2 separate regions of the Oryctolagus cuniculus genome follow, and region 2 is linked to region 1. A link is a contact called in public Hi-C data. All regions are on one chromosome and are shown on one strand. The core of a region is the stretch at or near the end of the contact, and the rest is flanking DNA. Distances in the headings are between cores, read along the strand shown.

What was found. Hi-C and Micro-C count contacts between places; a contact is called where the count stands out from the background.
Region 2: a contact with region 1 is called in a Hi-C map of liver, with 5 times the contacts expected there. The contact joins two enhancer-like sites. A contact is called at or near these places in 4 of 6 Hi-C or Micro-C datasets (ear pinna, embryonic fibroblasts, liver and 1 more).

The regions. Positions count from the first base shown.
Region 1 is chr17:21,671,153-21,677,400 of mOryCun1.1, forward strand. The region is part of intron 4 of LOC127484399 (a long non-coding RNA gene); the gene reads right to left. Among named protein-coding and RNA genes, the nearest start is that of KRT23, 20 kb to the left of the region's middle. Within about 2 kb of position 2,584, at least 1 of the 8 cell types and tissues checked has an H3K27ac peak or open chromatin away from gene starts, as enhancers often do. A contact at or near this core is called in ear pinna, where this site is marked.
Region 2 is chr17:21,720,825-21,727,072 of mOryCun1.1, forward strand. All of the region lies in intron 2 of LOC127484399 (a long non-coding RNA gene), which reads right to left. Among named protein-coding and RNA genes, the nearest start is that of KRT12, 13 kb to the left of the region's middle. Within about 2 kb of position 2,832, at least 1 of the 8 cell types and tissues checked has an H3K27ac peak or open chromatin away from gene starts, as enhancers often do. A contact at or near this core is called in ear pinna, where this site is marked.

The sequences.
Region 1 (6,248 bases), core at 1,334-3,833:
TGCACCCCATGGGAGACCAGGAAAAGCACCTGGCTCCTGGCTCCTGCCATCGGATCAGCGCGGTGCGCCGGCCGCAGCGCGCCGGCCGCGGCGGCCATTGGAGGGTGAACCAACGGCAAAAGGAAGACCTTTCTCTCTGTCTCTCTCTCTCACTGTCCACTCTGCCTGTCAAAAAAAAAAAAAAATGCAGATTATGATCTAGAAGCTCTGGATTGGGGTCTAAGAGTCTGTATTTCTAGTAGGATCCCAGATGATACGGAGACCGCTGGTCCCTGGACCACACTTCAAGTAGCAAGATTATAGACGATTTGAATTCACCAATCACTTGGCCTGGCCCAGCACTGAATGTCATTTTTGTGAGTCAGTCTCAATAGACTCACCACAGACTGAGCTGGATGAGCAACACAGCAGGGAAGGCGACATCAGCAGAATCCCATCAGCAAAGTCTTGCTCAAAGCAAATTAATCCTACAAGAGTTTGATTAAGTTAGGCCTGGAAGGGAGGTGTTTTTTAGACTCTCACCAAGAAGAGAAGACAGAGTCTGGAAATTAAAGAGATCAATCATCTTGTCTCAAATTATCCCATTCTCACGCAATGAGAAGCTCACAACAAATCTGACCCTTTGGAGAGAATGAAAAAGACTTGTCCAAGATCAACCACTTGTGTTACCTAATACAGCACTACAAAGTACACCTCTCTCTACATATGAGTATTCATTTGTAAAGATCTTCTTAAACTCTCTTTAAGAACCATTTTTTTTAGTGCAGTGAACCAAACAACGGCTGAAGTTTTAAGAAGAAACAATAAATTTAACTGAAGCTGCATCCTAATCCACACTAAACTCAGCTGCACTGGTTGCTTTCACAGCTGTTACTGACGTCCTTATCCTTTGTTTCCAAGAAATTCATATCGCAATGAATGAAGTTAGAAAGAAGAACTGTGAAGATTAGTTATTTAACACCCACCTCATGCCTCTTATGGAGTTGTTCACTAACAGGAAGACAAAATAAAGGAGTTCTTGAAGTCAGAACTTCAGAGGAGGAAATTAAAATATACAAATCAGTCCCTCTGCCCAACTGTGATTCCTGTCACCCCTAATCACAGTCAGTAACCCTAATAATTACTGCCTTAGCTTGCACTGTGATAAGGAAGTGAACCCGAGCTGAGAAGCCGAAAGAAAACGCGTTCCTTCCATCAAGCTCTTGCCACCCTCTTCTGAAGTTTTCTTCCACACTCAACAAAAGCATCATAAAGTCATCCGTGACCCTACGCCCAGCTCCACCAGGTCAGCGCCTGTGACTGGCCTCACACCCTGCCCAGGTGGCCAGGCGTTACCACCGGGCCTTCCCCCAACAAGGCCCCAGCTTGCTTGCCCAGAGGGCGGCAGTCATTACCTGAATGGCAGGTTTAGACGCAAGCCGCCTTAATGTGGGGCTTCGCAAGCATCACGCCCGGGTTGTCATTAGTGTCCTCGGAAAACAACAATCAGCTGGCTGACCAAAAAAGGACATTAGTACAAGGGTTTGGGGAAGCCATGTAAGATGTAGTTCGTTCATTTTTTTTCAAACAAGGGAAGGGCTAACTTACAAAGAACACACAAGGATAACAGTCACCCAAAGGTGCCTAAGCTACCCTTGGCTCCAGGGCTGAGCTGGAGGAGGTGTCAGGGGCTGGCAGCCCTAGGGCAGGAGACAGCATCTCCAGTCACTCAGCCCATGCAGGAGGCTCAGCTGATGGCAAGAGAGACAGAGACAGAAATAGAGATCTCCCATCTGCTGCTTCTTTTCACAAATGCTGACAGCAGCCAGGGCTGGACCAGGCTAAAGTGAAGCTATGAACACAGCACAGGTCTCCCACAAGGGCGGCAGCGACCCAAATACTGGAGCAAGCATGCTGCCTGCCAGGAAGCTGAGATCATAAGCGAGTCAGGACTCATATCCAGGTACCCCAGTAGGGGATGCAGGTGTCCCAAGCAACGTCTGAACTGCTGTGCCACGCCCCCCCAAAGGGATCCCATTGTAGGAATACGGCTTCTTACATTATCTCACACAATCTCCTGTTCTTTGGTCTGCAACTCTAAGTGTCTAGAAGGTTTCGAAAGTGGTGGACACGGTGCCATCTGCCCCCACCTCAGGTGTGGTTGCACTAAAAGTCAACATGGTCCAAGAGACAAGTTGGCAGCACTCACGTCTTCTCCCTCCCACCCCTCCTACCCCACCTCTGAGCCACCTGAGGCCGCAGTGACCCAGACTGGGCTTTGTCTCGGACCACACTGGGGCTGCTTGAGAACAGGAGACATCCACAGTCAGTCCCTTAGCCCATCACACGGAGGAGGAAGCCAGCCCCCTATGACAAGCCTTGACCTGCTGACTATTTTTATGACAAGCAAAGGGTTAAAACCATATCCCCCAGAGAGGTCCCACTGCCTCTCCAGACAACTGGCCAAGGGGAGCTAGGAGCCTGCACCTGTGGGCAAGCCAGAGACCCACCCCAGGGTCCAGAGACCAGGAGGCTGGGTAGATAGTCCCACAAACAGCTAAGCAGGAGAAGCATAGTGGGTGGAGCCTATGGCTGGGTGGTCAAGACTTTGGTCCCCTTCCGCATCTTCCTGGTGACGAGCTGGAACCCAACCCCTCCCACTCTGCTCCAACAGAAGCGGGGGGGGAGGGGGTGCAGACCCAGCTCCAACAGTCCTTTGGAAAGAAAACTGTTTTAAGTTCTCTGCTCTCGTGAAGGAGCCACACGGTATCCAGAAGGGGCTCTCGTGTTCATCTGGGCCCTGTGGAAAGGGAGACAATGGGGGCGTCTTTGATACTCCCTTCCTGCCCACTGGCATCATTTTGGTGCCGCTGTCACCTCTGGTAAATGACCAAATCATCTCCTTATGAAGGGAACTCACCTCCCTTCCCTTGGTGACCTATTTCCTCTCCTCTGCAGGGAGCCCCAGCTAAATGCTTCTTTAAGGCGGGAACCTGCTGCTGTCAATGACACAGAGGCCTTGGGGGAGCTCCAGGTGAGGGGGAGGAGGATTGAGACTGCAGGCGCGAGGGTGTTGTCTCTGTGCCCCGCCCCCACTCACACTCAGAGCAAACAGAATCCACGCACAGAAAGACACAACACAAAGGTGGACTTGAGAAGGTCAGGCAGTGACAGGTCTACGAGGTGGCTCCCTTTGCAGGACAGCTTGTCAAGCACTTCTTTCCATACTGGCACTGACACCTTCAAAGGCATCCGGGTATCTTGTGTCTCTTTCAACAGACCAAAAGGCAGAAAGAAAAAATGTTCTTGGATCAATGCCTAAAAAAATCTTAAACCAGATTTTTCTGGGATATTTCAGACCAGTCAGTGCCTGTTATTTTAAACTGTGGCATTTTTCTTTTAAAATATGGATTAAATCCTGTGGTGAGTGAGAGGTTTCAAGTTCACCGTTCCGGCGGCACTGGTTTCTGAGTTGCTGTGCTATCAGCTCTAAAACTTCCAGGGCTTCCATCGCCCCCGCTGCTCCTCTGCTCCTGGGGCGCCGCCTCGGCAGCCTGCGGCACGGAGGACCAGGCACCAGGACAGGCGCTGGACCAGAGGGGCTCCCAGCTTGTTTCTTCTTAGCCAGAAGAGAGTTTGAGTTTACAGAGAACATACACTAACAGACAGCAAGTGCCCTGAATAGCAACAGGTGCCCACAGGCCAGGGGTTGGCCAATCACACGGCTGGCTCGCCCCCTGTCCACAGCTGCTTCTGTCAACAGCAGCCTTGAGGAGTCGCAATAGTGTCTCTCACACCCACAAACCCTGACTAGTTATCACCTGACCTTTACACAGAGAAAATTCTGGGGCAAACATGTCCCATGTCAGAGTCCCCTGGCCCAATGCCCAGCTCTCACAGACTCTGACTTCCTGCTAATGCAGACGCTGTGGGGCAGCAGGGGAGGGGTGACTGGGCTCCAGCGCTTGGGTTCCTGCCACTTCTGTGGGAGACCTGGACTGAGCTCCCAGCTCCAGGCTTCAGCCCCAACCCAACCACTGAGCCAGCAGATGGGCACTCTCACTACGTCTATTTCCGTCTCTCACTCTCTTTGTCTCTCAAATAATTTTTAAATTTTTTAAACTAAAATTTTATGGGGCTGGCGCTGCGGCACATCGGGTTAATTCCCTGGCCTGAAGCACCAGCATCGGGCTCCAGTTCTAGTCCTGCCTGCTCCACTTCCGATCCAGCTCTCTGCTATGGCCTGGGAAAGCAGTAGAGGATGGCTCAAGTCCTTGGGCCCCTGCACCTGCCTGGGAGACCTGGAAGAAGCTCCTGGCTCCTGGCTTCCGATTGGTGCAGCTCCAGCTGTTGTGGCCAACTGGGGAGTGAGCCATTGGATGGAAGACCTCTCTCTATCTCTGCCTCTCCTCTCTCTGTGTAACTCTTTCAAACAAAAAAAAAAAAATTTAAAAAATACTTTATAAAAGAGTATCCAACCTCTGCTCTGAACAACAGAGCAAGAGAATATGAGCTGAAGCCACAACAGGAACAGTGGGGCCCATCTACAAACCCCTCACTGCGAAGGACGGGGGGCAGGCTGCCAAGTCTCAGCCCAAGCTGGGAGGGCCCTGGCTCCATCAGGTACCACTGAACATGGCCATGTATCAGCTTAAAACACCTGGAGAGTTCCAATGACTTAAAAGATTAAAACGTACCTGCTTTTTCCCCAAGGTAATTCACATACAAGCCACGAATAAAGGATCTATTTTGCTTTTTTTTTTTAATCTTTTATTTAATGAATATAAATTTCCAAAGTACGACTCATGGGTTACAATGGCTTTCCCCCCCATACCGTCCCTCCCACCCACAACCCTCCCCTTTCCCACTCCCTCTCCCCTTCCATTCACATCAAGATTCATTTTCGATTATCTTAATATACAGAAGATCAGCTTAGTATACCTTAAGTAAGGATTTCAACAGTTTGTTGCCACACAGAAACATAAAGTGAAAAATAATAGATGATTTTTTTAAAATGATGATGAAATCAGATCAGACCTATTGTCATGTTTAATCCCAGTGAGAGTCAAGTTGGGAATTGATAATTTCTTTTTTTTTTTTTTTTTTTTTTTTTACAGAAGATCAGTTTAGTGTACATTAAGTAAAGATTTCAATCGTTTGCACCCCCATAGAAACACAAAGTGAAATATACTGTTTGAGTACTCGTTATAGCATTAAGCCTCAGTGTACAGCACGTTAAGGACAGAGATCCTACATGAGGAGTAAGTGCACAGTGACTCCTGTTGTTGACTTTACCAATTGACACTCCTGTTCATGGCATCAATAATCTCCCTATGCACCAGTCATGAGTTTCCAAGGCTATGGAAGCCCCTTGAGTTCTCTGACTCTTTGCTTTTTATTTTTTAAAAAATTGTATCACTTTGCAAATGCTTTGTTGCTTGCCCAGAAGTCACGCTATTCTTACAACACACCAATGCAAACAACTTAAAGAGGACGCTAAGCGGGGGACTCACCAACTTCTATTTCCCTGGCAGACATGGAGGTGTTGCAGTAGCCTTTATTTGATATGAAGGGCAGGAGCTCCCCCTGCTGGTTACAGTGGCAACATGGCGGTGAGCCCAACATCCTTCCCTGATGGAGAGTCAGTTGGACCAGCATCTGCATTCATTCACAGGGCCTCAGAAAGGAATAAAGGAATATCAGGTATGCACAGCTCGTGCCCCTGGGATGACAGCAATTTGGAATTTAAGTGGTTTGTATTACATTACCAGTGGCAAAGAACGACCACCAAAAATGGGATCAATGTTTTTTCACTTATCTCCCTTAAACTTGCCTCCCCACTAAATTGTTTTAATGACAGCTCTCCACAACTCATTGAACACAGTTCCTGGAACAAAGAACTTCATTGCTGGAAACTGAAAGGTGGCCAAAGGTCTTGTTCAAAATACGCTGAACAATACGAAATGCCAATATCCTGCTCTTTTGATCCACAAAACAAACATTTTGTATGGTTCAACCTGAATTTAACTGTGTAGCCCATTCACAATTGACACAGAAACACAGGAGAGCCAGGAGTGAAGTCTGGGGAAGAGAAAGAATGAGCGTAGGGGAGGGAAGAGGAAGAAGGTCTGACAGCTTTACTTGTATCCACTGCCAGCCAAACAGAAAGCAAACCACCGACAGAGGGAGCAAGAGCTAAGCACATATATTTTTTAAAGGCCATATTACGGACTCAAGACTCTGAGCCCAGATAATTCGTCTGACCGGCA
Region 2 (6,248 bases), core at 1,582-4,081, 50 kb after region 1:
GTACACATATGGGTACCAGTTTGAGCCACAGCTGCTTCTCTTCCAATCCAGCTCTCTGCTTATGGCCTGGGAAAGCAGCAGAATATGGCCCAGTACTTGGGCCTCTACACCCACCTGGGAGACCTGGAAGAAGCCCCTGGCTCCTGGCTTCTGATCTGCCCAGCTCCAGCCATTGAGGCCATTTGAGGAATGAACCAGCAGATGGAGGACCTCTCTGTCTGTAACTTTACCTCTCAAATAAATAAATAAAATCATTTAAAAATAATTTTATAACTGAATCACTGTTGAATCATTGGCGAACAAACTGCCAAAACCATGCTATAGAATACAACCTGCCAACAGTAAATACAGAATTAATGACTGAGGCACTGTGGATAAATTTCAAAACTATTATGCTGAGCTAAAGAAACAAGCCACCAAAAAAACATGGTATGACTCCATTCATATGAAATTGTAAACAAATCTCATGTAAACATAGTGACAGAAAACAGATAAGTGGTCGCCTAGGATGAAAGAGGTGGAGAAATAGGGATTAACTAGTCAACTGGGAAGAGGCATGACAGAGCCTTGACCCAGCCTACTGCAGGCATTTGAAGAGTGAACCAAGGGATGGAAGATTTCTCCTCTGTCTTTCACCTTTCAATCAAGGGAAAATAAGCAGCACACAGATCAGAGGCACGCTGACTGATCTTGGGTTTCAGCTCCGCTACTTGCTGGTGATTTCATTTAAGCCTCTGTTTTTCAGTTCTCTGGTCCATAAAATTAGGGCAAAATAATACTGACGTCGCACTATGGTTATGATTCAATAATTCAGTTGACACATGGCACAGAGGAAGCACTCATTAAATGTCAGCTGTTATTATTATAGAAAGCAACCAGTGTCTCTACAACTGAAGAAATGAGCTAATCTGCATATTTCCTCCAAACATTTATTCCTTTCCTTGCCTTCAAGCATACTCCCACACAAGCCCAATTTTGAAAAGAGACATGTCATCTGCGTTTTCTCCTGAGCCGACTGCTAAGGGATTGAGCTTCCTCAGATGACACGTGGGGAGAGGGTTGTCCTCCCTATATCACAGGTTGTTGTGAGCACTGAATAATCCAATTTGTATGATGGAGTCTTGTAAGCCACAAGCACTTTCGGACTATAAAACACTAATATTAATGTGGCTGCTCAGATTGAAGGGGGCTATTCAACAAGCACACATACAGAACATCAAATAGACCAAGGAAAACCTTAGCACGCTTGAGGACTATCATCCACAATTTTAGTTTTTACTTTTCAAAGTCAGAAAGAGAGGGGGCCAGCGCTGTGGCACAGCAGGTTAAAGCCCTGGCCTGAAGCACCAGCATCCCATATGGGCACCAGTTCTAGACCCAGCTGCTCCTCTTCTGAACCAGCTCTCTGCTATGGCCTGGGATAGCAGTAGAAAACATGGGCCCTGCACCCGTGTAGGAGACCTGGAAGAAGCTCCTGGCTCCTGGCTTCCGATTGGCACAGCTCCAACTGTTGCGGCCATCTGGGGAGTGAATCAGCAGATGGAAGACCTCTCTGTTTCTACCTCTCTCTGTAACTCTGTCTTTCAAATAAATAAAATAAATCTTAAAAAAGAAAGAAAAACAACGTCAGAAAGAGAAATAGAGAGAACTAACATCCACTAGTTCCTGCCCCCAAATGCCCACAACAGCCAGGGTTGGGTCATGCCAAAGCCAGGAGCCAAGAACTCTATCTGGGCCTCCTATATGAGTGGCAGGGATGAGCTAATGTCTCCCAGCGTGTGCACTAGCAGAATCTGGAATCAGAAATGGAGCCAAGACTGAAACCCAAGCACTCCAATATGGGATACCAGCAGCATCTTAACCATTACACCAAATACCTGCCCTAATTGTTTGTTTGTTTTTTAACTAGCAGAGAGTAACTAATAGCAAAATTATGGATAAACACAATACTTTTCACACATGCAACAGACTACAAAATTCAGAATAAGTATCTAAGCTTTACAGAATGCATCAAATCTTTCAGAAAAGTGTAACTGATTATGAATTTTAGTTGTTAAAAGATGTCATTGTTAATGTTTTGCTATACACAGATTCTTAGTGAAATGTAACTTTTCTTCAAACTCATGAGGAAAATAATACAATTTAAGAAGTAGAGCTTATGTAAACCAAATGAATTTTAAAAGTCTAAGAGATCAATGGGATTTAAAGTTAGAAACTGGATGATACCTCAGGCTTTGCTCAGTGAGTCATTATTTTACTCAAAACAAGTTACTCAATCTCAGATGACTCACCTTTTACAAAATTACAATAATATCACTTACAATGACATTAGCCTAGCATTTTGGATTCATGAAGGACAATACATACAAGACACAATGACCTTGAACGGCTAGAATGTGTTCATTTTAATTACCGCCTTGCACTTAGTTATTGTCCTCCTAAAGTCACATACACACAAAGTCTCTGAGAAAAGTGTATCCATCTTGAAATATTTCATGTACGTGCAAGTACCATGGAATTTTTTCAAAAATTGCCTATGGCTACAATTTCACATTTAAACCAAACAGAACTACAAACACAACCTTTTAAACTAGGCAAAGTATAATTTTTATCTTTCTAAACAATGTCCAGTCATTAGGTTTAAATATACACATTTACTTGTGTATTGTTCATTCAGCAAATTCATTTAGCACCAACTATTTGTAAGTTTGTACATCATCTATTGAACACAACCTCAGCTTTTATGAAGAAAATGCAAAACATGATGAAGTTTGGTACTCTTTTTCTGTATTGAGTTGGTATAAATAGAGTCAGTCATCATTTTTGATGAGCATTAAGTGTCACTGTCCCACACACGGTATGTACTGATTATCTGACAACAGCGTAAGGGGAGGGTGCACGTTTTGGGGGAAGATATGACATTTCCTCATTGATTTTTATTATTTTTAAAGAAAGCAACTCACACTGTTAGATAACTTCGAGGCACATTTTTAAAGTTATAACATATATTTAGTTATATTTTAAATTATATCAAAGCACTTCTGTAGTGCTTTATATTTTCACTGGACACTCATTTTAAACAATCCTATATGCCAAGTAATTTTAATATTAAGCTTTCCTATCTTATCCAGTAAGTCACTCAACTTTTATTATTGTTTTAAAAAAAAAACAAACATACACAATCAGCCTCCCATGCAGAGATAATCCATCTTGGAACAAAAACTTAGAATTAGATCCAAACTTCATCAGTGGTGTTCTAGATAAAGGAGAACAATGAAGTCAAAGTTTCCCCTCCTCATTATGCCAGGACTGGAGGTAGGGAAACTCCCACGGGGAGTATGTGAAGCTGGAGGACTGGGCTCAGGTGCCCCCTAGAGACTCCAGGGGCAGCCTCCCCTGCCCCGCCCCACCCTGACTCTGGAAGGTGTTGTGAGCGCAGAGCACTGAATGCCGGCCAGTGGGAGGATGAGAACTCGCTGGAGGGGAAGGTAGGTCTCAGCAGGGAGGAGAACCAAATGGATGCAGTCATCATGATCATGATCATGATTATCTGTCACAGTGAACAGTTGCATGACAGAGTCGCTTTCTGAAGAGTTCAAGGACAACCCGTGTAATACCCTATTTCCCAAGACACAAAGCCAAAGCAGCAGGTTACACAATTACTTGTTGATTTATGCAGAGGGAGATTTTTTAGTTACATTTTCCAAATTCCAACTGGCACTCCAAAAACTTAATGCTATAAAACTATGTTCTGGAAATGTGTAATAAGTGTCATAAAACACAATATACACATAGATCTAAATACCTTCTATCACCCTGATAACTTATTTCTGAATCATAAATCTTTGCAGGATTAATTATTGGTTTGTCGGGAAAAAAATCAACAAATAACAGTCTCACATTTCAGTCAAATGGAACTTAAGGCTGGCGCTGCGGCTCACTAGGCTAATCCTCCGCCTGCGGCGCCAGCACACCGGGTTCTAGTCCCTGTTGGGGCGCCGGATTCTGTCCCGGTTGCTCCTCTTCCAGTCCAGCTCTCTGCTGTGGCCCAGGAAGGCAGTGGAGGATGGCCCAGGTGCTTGGGCACTGTACCCGCTGGGAGACCAGGAGGAAGCACCTGGCTCCTGGCTTCGAATTGGCGCAGCGCACCAGCCATAGTGGCCATTTGAGGGGGGGAACCAATGGAAGGAAGACCTTTCTCTCTGTCTAACTTTGCCTGTCAAAAAAAAAAAAAAGAAAGAAGGAAAGAAAGAAAAATAGAACTAAAGCTAAAGAATCCAAGAAAAATTATTCCTCCAACAGTGTCGGTCCAAAACTTTTCAACCGTACATTTTTAACTAGGTCAAGCTCCATGTCTCCTGAAACTGTAGGTTTATTCATTCATTAACCCAACAAATACTCTAAGCACATCCTGGCCACATTTGGTATTATGCCTCCTAAATATCTGTGATATCCACCTCCACCTCCACCTCCACCACCACTCTCCTCCAAGCCACTACTCATCATGTCCCAGCTGGTTGACCACCTTCCAATCCTCTCCACAAAGAACTGGGCCTACCACCCATGGGTTTAAGCCCTTGGAAGGTTTCCGATTGTCCTTGAAATCAAGACCACAATCCAGCAACGTCCAGCTGGGCCCCTCTCTCTCTCTTCAAACTGGGTGCTTCCTTCTCTTCTTCCTTCAACAACCCTACTGGCCAATGGTCTACATGGGGAAGTGATTACTGCCGTCAGGTCAGTCCTAACACCCTGCTCCTTCCTAGCCAGCACCTTCTCACAGACTCCCTTTGCCTGGAACAGGCTTCCTCTCCCATTTGGGCTGAGCTAGCTCCTACTCACAGTCAGGTCTTAACTCAAGTATCACCTCCCCTGAGCAGCCTTGAATAGCCTTTGCCTCCTTCCCCATCCCCCCTTTAACCAGTTCAGGCTCTCCTAGTCTATGTCTTCATAGGGAACTCTAGTTTTCCTTCATAGCTCTTAACACAAGTTTGAGTTGTACATTTATTTGTAAAACTATTAAAGTAATATTTGCTTCTCCCAAAGTAAGCTCTCTCAGGGCTGAGACCATCTGTTTAGTCCTCTGCTGTAGTCCTGGAATCAAGAGCAGTGCACAGGAGATGATCAATATTTGTTGAATACACCAGAGTACTTCAAAAAGGACATAGAAAATGGATCTAAAAAGTAAGTTTATGAAGGGCCAGTACTATGGCATACTAGGCTAAACCTCCACTTGTTGTGCCGGCATCCCATATGGGCACCAGCTTGTGTCCCTGCTGCTTCTCTTTCAATCCAGCTCTCTGCTATTGACCTGGGAAAGCAATGGAAGATGGCCCAAGTGCATGGGCCCCTGCACCCATGTGGGAGACCAGGAAGAAGCTCCTGGCTCCTGGCTTTGGATCGGCTCAGCTTCAGCCATCACTGCCATTTGGGTAGTGAACCAGCAAATAGAAGACCTTTCTCTCTCTATCTCTCCCTCTGCCTGTAACTCTGCCTCTCAAATAAATAAATAAATAAATAATTTTTTTATATAAAAAAGTAAGTTTATTTCGGTATAAAAAGCATTTTGAAATCCATGCACACTTTTTTTGTATGTTGCACACTTCCGTGAACTTTTTGAGGATCCTTTGTATGCATGAGTTTCAAAAATATTTTGCACCAAATTAACTTATCTTTTAATTCCATCATTCCATGAACTTTAGGGGTAGACTATTCCCTTAATGAAGGCTGGAACAATGCATGTACTATTTTCTGGGCAGTTCCAGTACTTACTATAGGATGCCACACTAAAGGCATTCAATAAACATTTGGAGAAAAAATTGGCACTCAATAAACATTTTCAATGGTGTTAATATATTTCTTCTACTGTTTTCTTGGAACATTTATCAGCTATTTTTCTATTTACTTATTAACTCTGAATTTTCCATCATTCATTATTTAAGACTGAATGAACAAACCCTAGCTAATCAAGGCATAGTGACTAAGCAGTTCCATTACAGAGGAGGTGGTAAGAGGATGCCTTGAATATATTTCATCTGCATCTATTTGTTTTGGTTACTTTATTTTAAATACACTTGAATCATATGGAAGTGAATTCCACTTACTTTCTTCTCCTTAAAAATTAATAAAGAAGTTTAACTAACAGGAACTTAAAAACACTAATAACTTGTGTGCATTTTACTAAGATATTTGTTGAATTCAATTAATATTTTCAGAACTCTCTCAAGGTACTTGGCATTCTATAGGACACA